Regions from separate parts of the Mus musculus genome. Here region 2 is linked to region 1. The links are chromatin contacts, called in public Hi-C maps. All regions are on one chromosome and are shown on one strand. Each heading gives the region's core, a stretch centred on a gene start, on an enhancer-like site or on the middle of the called end of the contact. The rest is flanking DNA. Distances are from core to core; before and after follow the strand shown.

Evidence for each region. Hi-C and Micro-C count contacts between places; a contact is called where the count stands out from the background.
Region 2: a Hi-C map of muscle stem cells shows a contact between it and region 1, with 4 times the contacts expected there. The contact joins two enhancer-like sites. A contact is called at or near these places in 3 of 484 Hi-C or Micro-C datasets (embryonic stem cells, muscle stem cells and myocytes) and 4 of 115 datasets of contacts at active chromatin or transcription factors (astrocytes, embryonic basal ganglia, embryonic stem cells and 1 more).

What each region holds. Positions count from the first base shown.
Region 1 is chr9:49,922,760-49,926,651 of GRCm38.p6, reverse strand. No RefSeq gene overlaps it. Among named protein-coding and RNA genes, the nearest start is that of Gm25633, 99 kb to the right of the region's middle. Within about 2 kb of position 2,496, at least 73 of the 459 cell types and tissues checked have an H3K27ac peak or open chromatin away from gene starts, as enhancers often do. A contact at or near this core is called in muscle stem cells, where this site is marked.
Region 2 is chr9:50,439,054-50,443,367 of GRCm38.p6, reverse strand. No RefSeq gene overlaps it. Among named protein-coding and RNA genes, the nearest start is that of Gm32462, 45 kb to the left of the region's middle. Within about 2 kb of position 2,472, at least 29 of the 459 cell types and tissues checked have an H3K27ac peak or open chromatin away from gene starts, as enhancers often do. A contact at or near this core is called in muscle stem cells, where this site is marked.

The DNA of each region.
Region 1 (3,892 bases), core at 1,247-3,746:
CCTAGGTCTCTATACTTCCAGGGTTCTTTCTACACTACCCTAACACTAGGTAAGCCCAAAGTTATTGCTTTAGCACAAGCCAAGTACTGCCTTGAAGTGGTGTACAGACCATCCTCACTGCAGAATTAGTCACAGAATCAATGCCCTTTCATGCATGCCAAGGGATTAGATCCTGGCCTAAGACAGACCCAAACTTATGCTTTCAAATGTGAATATCTAAATATCAGTCTTAGGCTGGGGGGATTTTCTACATCTGAAACTACCTTGATAGCCACATAATCCATCCATCCATCCATCCATCCATCCATCCATCCATCCATCCATCCATCCATGGGAGATTCCCCGCCATGTGCTTATGTCCCTGTCTTACTCAGAGAAGGGACATACATATCATTTACAAATGTCAGAGATGAGAAAAAACATCTAGATGTCTCCCCACTTAATACCCTCTTAAGACAAGGCTAGAACCAAGGCCTCGGAGGAAAATGACTTGCTTGAGTTCAAATTTACCCAGAAACTTGAAGCCCACCCTGACTCTCAAGACAGTGTTCCACTCAGAATCTCACATAGCTTTCTGCCCTTTTGTATCCAGGCTGGTAACACCTGCTTAAGTCCATCCCTCCACTGCAGATCTGTCAGAAGCTGACCATCATGACTGACTGATAACAGCTGAAGCCTTGGCGGCCACCTGAAGCAGCTGGGCTCTAAGATAGACTAGCTAGGGAAGAGAGGCCCAGAATTCACTACCACAAAATATGCCACTGAAGTCAACTTAGATACAAGGAATGCAGAAAGAGTTTGCTGCTCTCACATCATCTGCTAGAAACAGAGTGTGTGTGTGTGTGTGTGTGTGTGTGTGTGTGTGTGTGTTTACCAGGAGAATAACATTTGTAGATACACACGAAAGCTACTCCAGGGATGAGAAAGCTTGTGCTGATGACACTGTGTCCAGTCTTCGTAAGTCAAACGTTCAAAGCACTATCATTAGGCTCCTCAAAAGTCACCTGGCTTCAAGTCCTTTCCTGTAAGCCAGCCCACCCCATTCTGTTTTCTTGTCTCTTGCCATATTTTTTCTGTCTTTGCTAAGATGATCCTCCAATCTAACTAGCCCTTTGAGTAACTTATCTGAGATCTCCCATGGTACATGTAAATCATATGTATAAATAGCCCGTGTTGTTATTTCCTCCTGTTAATGTCCCTTTTGCATGTTTAATTCACAGGCCTGAGGTACTAGGGCCAAGTCTGAGACCCAGGGACACTTCCTACTGTTTTATCACAAAAACAGAAAAGCAACTAATCTGAAGTTGGTACCAGGAATGGGGTGCGGAAATAAAAAGGGCCAAGTCAAAGACATACTTGCATCCTTTCCCCACACCTGAGAGTCAGTGTCCAAGGGTAACATTGGGTGGGTTGTCCCCCGCCACCACCCCACTTCCACCCCCAGGACCCCGGCTATAATAGCTCATGTTCCCTTGCTTGGCTGGAAACTCACCCTGCAGTTTCATTAAAAGGGGCAAGAATTCCACCTCTTCTTTGGAATCCACTTCCAACAGTTGCTATGCTGAGCCTGAATCCTGGGTTAATCCTTTATCTTTATGACCTTAGCAGGAGTTATTTTTACCTCATTAGGCCTCGGTTTCATCCTGTGCTGGCTGGATTAATAATATAACACACCTCAAAAACTGTTGTTCAGGTTAAAGGAGATAGTAGAAAACCTGACACAGAATGTGTGTTATATGAACTCAAGGTTCACACATAGCTACACATAGCTGTATTGGGATCTAATAGCCTGCCTGTTAGAAAATGTCTCTAATGACTTGAATGGGTTTATAGAGGAGAGGCAGCTCCATGGAGTTATCTAACTTTCAAGGTTAGGAAATATAGAGCGATCCTACTTGCCTATGTGAAAGAGTTACAGTGACTCTATTAGCTTTCTTGTCTGAATCACTAGACATATGTCCTAAAGTCCTCTCCTTACTGGGAAGGCCTGTTCTAAAGACTGATTCTCAGATCCTACCTTTAACTTGCTGATTCCAACTTTTGAATTAAATTCTGGGAGACAGTCTTTAAACACTGGGCCCTTTCAAGGTGATCCAGAGGTGACCGAAGTTTTAAATTGACAGGCAAAGAACAAGTTTCCCTGGCCTGAATCTACCCAGTCTGGTGCCTTGAAATGCAGATCTCTGCAGATTCTGTGGGCAAGGGCCACAGACCAGGGCACCATGGTTTACCCTTTGCTCTCCAGCACTTCACCCACTCAGAGCCGCTATTCCATAGATCTTGTTTCCAGCCTGGGTGGCATTTCTATAGCGGCCCCTCATTTCCTGCCAAGAACAGAGCTGGCCTCTCTGATCCTGGCTCTCAGCCCAGCCAGGCTGTAGGTGGATCATTAAAGACCGCTGGACCTCTTCTGGAGGACTCTGGGACTGTGTTGTGGAGGGAGAGGCATGACCGGGGTGGGTGGGACTATTCAAGAATCTGTTGCTATCAAATCTGGGGAGCAGACAGTCCAGGGCCCAGACAGACCTCTGTTACTCATGCAGAGATAATTCAGTTAAGGGGAATGCAGATGGGAGAGATGGAGTGACTCAGAGGCTGAAGGCATTTCAATGAGGCTTGGTGACTGAAAAGCACTTATTAACCCAGGATGCTTAAGCATTAAACAGGGCCAGGGGCTGGGTGGAGACACTGAAGAGTTGCCCACACAGGATTTTGCTGGAAGGTTGGGTGTTATGAAGTAGAATTCCCCACTCTCAGCCCATCTAAGAGCTAATTCACACCTTAAATCCTCAGTGAACTCATGTTTTTCTAGGCTGTTCAGGTCGTTATCATCTGGCCTATACAGCCATCCCGGGAAGAGATAAGCTGAGAAACTATAAAGTGTCAGACAAGAAGAAAAGCTTTTCTGGGATTTAATTTGAGCCATTGATCACCACTTCCCATAGGAACAAGTTATTTCTCTGTGAGCTGTCATCTATGAAAGCAGGTGGCTTGGCTCCTGGAGGCCTCACATGGTAGAGGGCTACAGGGTCCTTGAGGCCAAGTTAGAGGCACAGGGACACTTCCTATCATCTTTTTCCCATGCCTGAGAGTCAATGTCCTTGGGCAGCATTAGAGGCATTGCCCATACCTGACCCCATCCCCAAGTATAATAGCATATGTCCCCTGGCTTGGCTGGAAGCTCCCCCTACAGTTTCCTTTGATCCACCTGCATCTTGGGAAGATGCTCTGGTTTAAAGCAGGCTATTTGGTCCCTGGAATGGAAAGGAAGTGCCACAGTGCTAGAAGGAAGCTCCTTCTATTTGTTTCTGTCTACTTCTTCTCCTGGCATAGAGAGATTTTTCTCCACAGACCATTTGTCTTTTTTATAACCTGCCTATTCAGTGTCAGACGAATGCAAGGCAGCGGAGAAGCTGATGAAGGCCATTGCTTGGACGCTTGAGACCACGCTAGTAGACCATGGCAAAGCAACTGGGACCTACCTCCTCCACAGGTGCCAGAGTCAAGGCAGGGTGGGTGGGATGCACCTCCAAAGGACTGGAAGTGAGCTCTTCTAATGAGCAGGCAGAGGACTGGCCAGCAATGAAGGAGTTAATGGCAGTCAAGCCTTCTTCCTCTGTCCTCCCTTCTCTCACTGAACCCAGATGAATAGCCAGTCAGTAAAATGACCCAGTGGAAGGAGTCCAGAATCAACCACTCTGATCCCAGGGGGCATTTGTACTCTTCACAGCACAAATCAAATCACCCAGAGCGAGGACTGGCAGGCTGCAGAAGGCCCAGAGACAAGACATCCCTCTGGTCTCTTCGGGCACAGCAGGGACTTAACCCAAGCCGGAACCTTAGCCCATGAAACCCATAGGAGACTGACCTGCCTGGTTCCTGTGGGTCTGGA
Region 2 (4,314 bases), core at 1,223-3,722, 520 kb before region 1:
TAACCACGTGACCTAATTAATACTAGGCTGTCTTGAAATTTCCACCAACGTTATTAGTCCAAAAGCCTTCAGTTTAGCTGTGGGTAGACTTTTTAGAACAAAGGCAAATTCTTTGCCACAGTCCCCTTTCACAGCAGCTTGGGAAGTGAGGAAGGGACTGGAAAGGGTAAAGGAACAGAGATGCTCATAGAGCCTGTGCCTCAGACCTGAGATCCAGAAGCAGGAGTCCCAAGTCTTTGCACTGATCCTGACCCAGGCAAGTGATCTCTGCAGGTCCCTTTGAGTTTCTTCTTGCCCTGTCTCCTGCCCTTGCCAGTGCTTCTGGTAGCGTCGGCTGCTTCTGAGCTCCGGATGTCCCCAGAAGACTGGTCTCTCCACCTTTCCCACTCCTTACACTTCAGGACATGTTAGCGTCAGATCTCCCCACCAATTGACCTAATACCCACCAAGCCACCCCACCCTTCCTGCGGAAAGCATACTGAGTAGCCCCTGTGTATGAAGCAGAGGTGTCGACCAGATGACTCAAAGGAAGTTCACTCTCCAGAAACAACAATGTCTCCGGGGAGCTGTGGGAGGTGGGTTGGGCAGGCTTTAAGAGAAAGGCGAGTCTAGAGTCGGGAGAGAAGGGCCAGCTTGTGCAAGGGTGGGCTATGGAAAGATAGCCTCACTGTGGCAAAGTAGCTGCTGGTGAGCTGAGAGGCAGAGGCAGATGGTGAAGTGTGGATGATGGAGCAGAGGGTTGGTGGTTTTGTGGAGAGATTTCACTGGCGTCTACATGGGAAGAGGAACCTCAGAGGGTTTGGGCCTTCATTTTAACTTTTATTTAGATAAGATTACAAAATCTCGGACTGCTGACAACTGAGTGGTTGGGGGTTGTGGATTTAGGTCTCAGGTGACCAAAGTTTGGGGGATGAAAGCAAAGGGTTTGCAGTTGTTAGTGATGAAGTCTAGGGCATTCTAGTAACCTTTCAAAATCCTCATGGCCTCACATGCCTTGGCAACTCTAATTGATTATAGAAACCTATCTATTCCCTTCGCCCAAGTTCATTAAGTTCTTAACTTCCATCTCTCGCTGTCTTCTATCTCTTTCAAGATAAAGCGCTTGGCTCTATCTTCCTCTGCCAAATCTCTTTCTTTTCTTTCCATGGTCTCTGTGCATGCAGACATTTGCTCATCCTGAATTCCTGAAACATTTTCTCCCACTCTGAGTTCACCTGTAAGGAAGCAGCCAGTCCTCCGCAGGCAGTGGTGGAGTCGGTCTGCCACTCCCCTGAGCTACATAGCCTTGCTCTCTCATGCCTGGCTCAGGTAGCCTCATAAGGCCCTACGTGTTTCCTGCTTCTGAAGAAACAAGGGACCGCGGCAGAGGCTGGTGATTAAGGCCTGCTACTAAGGCTTCCTAGTGCCAGGTCTCTGCAGCAGGCAAAACAAGGGCCATCTCCTCTGTTTCCAAGCGCTTCCTTTCGCTTGCTCCTCAGCCCCATATTAAGAGCTCCCCAGCAAGCTCTTTGTGCCATACAAAAGGCTGGGTTTGTGGCAGTGTGTGGAGGAGGTGGTCACCATGACCTGATGCAGAGCCGAGGTGAGGCTTGTCCTCCGACCTGGGGTAAAGAATGAGGAAGCTGAGTTATGAACAGTTTGTTCCAAGTGGTTGGTGACACAGGCTAAGAGCCTCAGAGTGATGGAGGCCTGCAGGCAGGGGGCTGGCTTTTCCTAGGTCTTTGTGGCTTTAGTCTTTGTGTTCTCCTGGGCTACCTTTCCTCACAGTAGTGATCTCTGGATGCAGGTTCCCTGTGTGTTGTATGAGATGACCTCTAAGGTCTGGGGTTTTATGAAAATGTCTTCCACACAGAGGCCAAAACCCAGCTGATCATGTCTGCCGACCACCTGTTAGGTCATGTGAGCAGCTCACAGCCTCACCAGAGAGACAGACCTCTACACTGGTCATTATACTGCAGCTAGACAAGTTCCGGGGTCCAGTTATATGTAGGATATTTTAAATATTCTCTCTCTCCTTCCTTCCCTCTCCCTTTCTTCCTTCTGTCTGTCTTTCAAATGCACTCATGTAACCAGGGTGGCCTTGAATTCACTAAGTAGCCTCGGCTGGCCTTGAACCTGATCCTGTATCTCCTAAGTGCTGGTTACAAGTGTGCACTATTACGCCTGTTCTATGTGTTGCTGGGAATCAAACCCAGTGCCTCATGGATGCTAGACAAGTTGGACCATGCTACCAATGAGTCACACCCCCAGTTCCCCCATTGAAAACCTTTGTTTTGTGTGAGTGTCCCAAACTTTATTCATCTACTGGGACCCTGGTTTGTGTCTCTCCTTTGCAGCTCTTCTCAGGGCCAAGGCAATCCTAATCCCCTGGGGCCTGCAGAGGAGGTCCCTGATAATCCCTGTCCTACTGAGGGACTGTCTAAACATGTGACTCCTTGGCATCCAACACAGCAGAGGGCACATGGTTGGTGCCTGCCAAGTCTCTGCCTGCAGCTGTGTCTGCCAGCCTCCTGCCTGTCAATCAACAGGAGCACAGCAGTTAAAGCAGCCACGCTAGTCACACTTGTTATTAAGTATAAAGGGAAACATGGTTCAGGCCAGAAGATGTGGCAGCCAGAGGCCTCCACGGTACCAGCTACTTACAGGGGAACCAGCAGGGCTAGGCCTTCCCTGGGTATCCCCATGCTGCTCTCCAGAGGAGGGGCTAGGGTGTTAGGAGATAGATGCCAACCTAAGGACAATGGCTATTAGCCCATTTCCCAATTTTACCAGTGGCTATCACTCCCAGGTACTGGGAAGCACTGCTCTTGTTTAAAATATTGTCCTTTTGTGACTGCATGCCCTGTGTGTGTGTGTGTGTGTGTGAAGCTCAGGTGCCATTCCTCATGTGTATCCATCAGGGTCTCTCACTGGCCTGGGACTCTCAGAGCAGGCTAGCCTGGTTGGCTAGTGAGCCTCAGGGTCCGCCTATCTCTCCTTCCCAGCACTGGGGTTATAAACATGCATATGTAAAGCTCTGTTCCTGGCCCCGCCCACTTCAGCTGCACAGCCCCCAGTGCCTAGCATTTCTGGCTCCTTGTCTATTAAGCAGGGTTAATATTTATTTTTTTTAAAGGCTGTTGTGAAGACCGCAGAAGATAAGACACACGATGAACAGTCTTCATATCTTTTACCTGTCTGAGCTGTGTAGGGTGACTGTGTTCACTCACAGAACAATCACTGTATCATGGCGGAGTGCTGGCCTCCGTTCTGTGGACGAGTCTTGGCTTTCATAAAGCGCACATTGTCTCAGGGAGACAGAAAAGAAGAAAGCTGAAAAAGAAGCAGGCTCATTGCAGACATTGAGGGGATGCAAGGGCAGGCTGATCTGAGGAGAGTGTTTGGGTATGGGGCCTAGTGGGCTTCCGGATGGGTAGGGTGGTTGTACTGGAATGGGGATTCCAAGACTAAGCGCTTAAGCCTGCTAAAACCTGGAGAAGTGCCACCGGGGCAAAGAAACCAACAGGACAAAATATATTGTGGTGGGAGGAGGCCTGGCCAGTTCAGAGGAAGAGAGAAGGTCTTTGCAGCAGAGCTGGGGTGCGTGGGGAGAGGTGAGACCACATGTAAGGGTAGCGCCAAGCTGTTCCCAAACCTGGAGCTGAGGGTTTGGGGACCTGCGGTGACCCCACAGCTGTGTTGGATGCTAAGGAGTCACATGTTTAGACAGTCCCACAGAAAAGTCGAAGGCCTAAGATGACTCTATGCAAATGACTCACCAGCTTAGGACGCTGTATGGTCGCGGCGGCAGAATCCATGCTCCTTTTGATACCTGAGTTTTCAAACTCAGTTGATAACTTTTGATGCTGACTTTTCAGGGGTTGCTGAAAGCCAGCGTACTGGTCACTTTTCTCACTAAACACCAGACGAGAGCAATGTAAGGAAGAAGGAATTTGTGGATAAAACACGGCCGCAAGGGCATGAAGCCTATGGTTTCGTTGCATCCACAGAAAGAGAGAGCAGCGCGCCTGCGCTAGAAACCTGGAACGTCAATATGGGAACCAAGGAGGCAGCCAGTGTCTAACTTACTTCCAGGGTCCGAGAAGCTCTGCAGGATTCACTAGCCACACACCCCATTCCAAAGTAGCTGTGACTAAGAATGAAACGAAACCATCCCTTCCAGTTTGCATGTATTCTTTTCTTCTAGTGGCTACACAGTCTTTAGGATACAGACTTTAGAGTAGGCTTAACTAGGTAGGAGACCCAAAGAGGCTGCTGGGCAAGTTGGTGAAAATCTTTCTTATCCCAAGGGCAGAGGCTGCTGTCTGTTTTTTT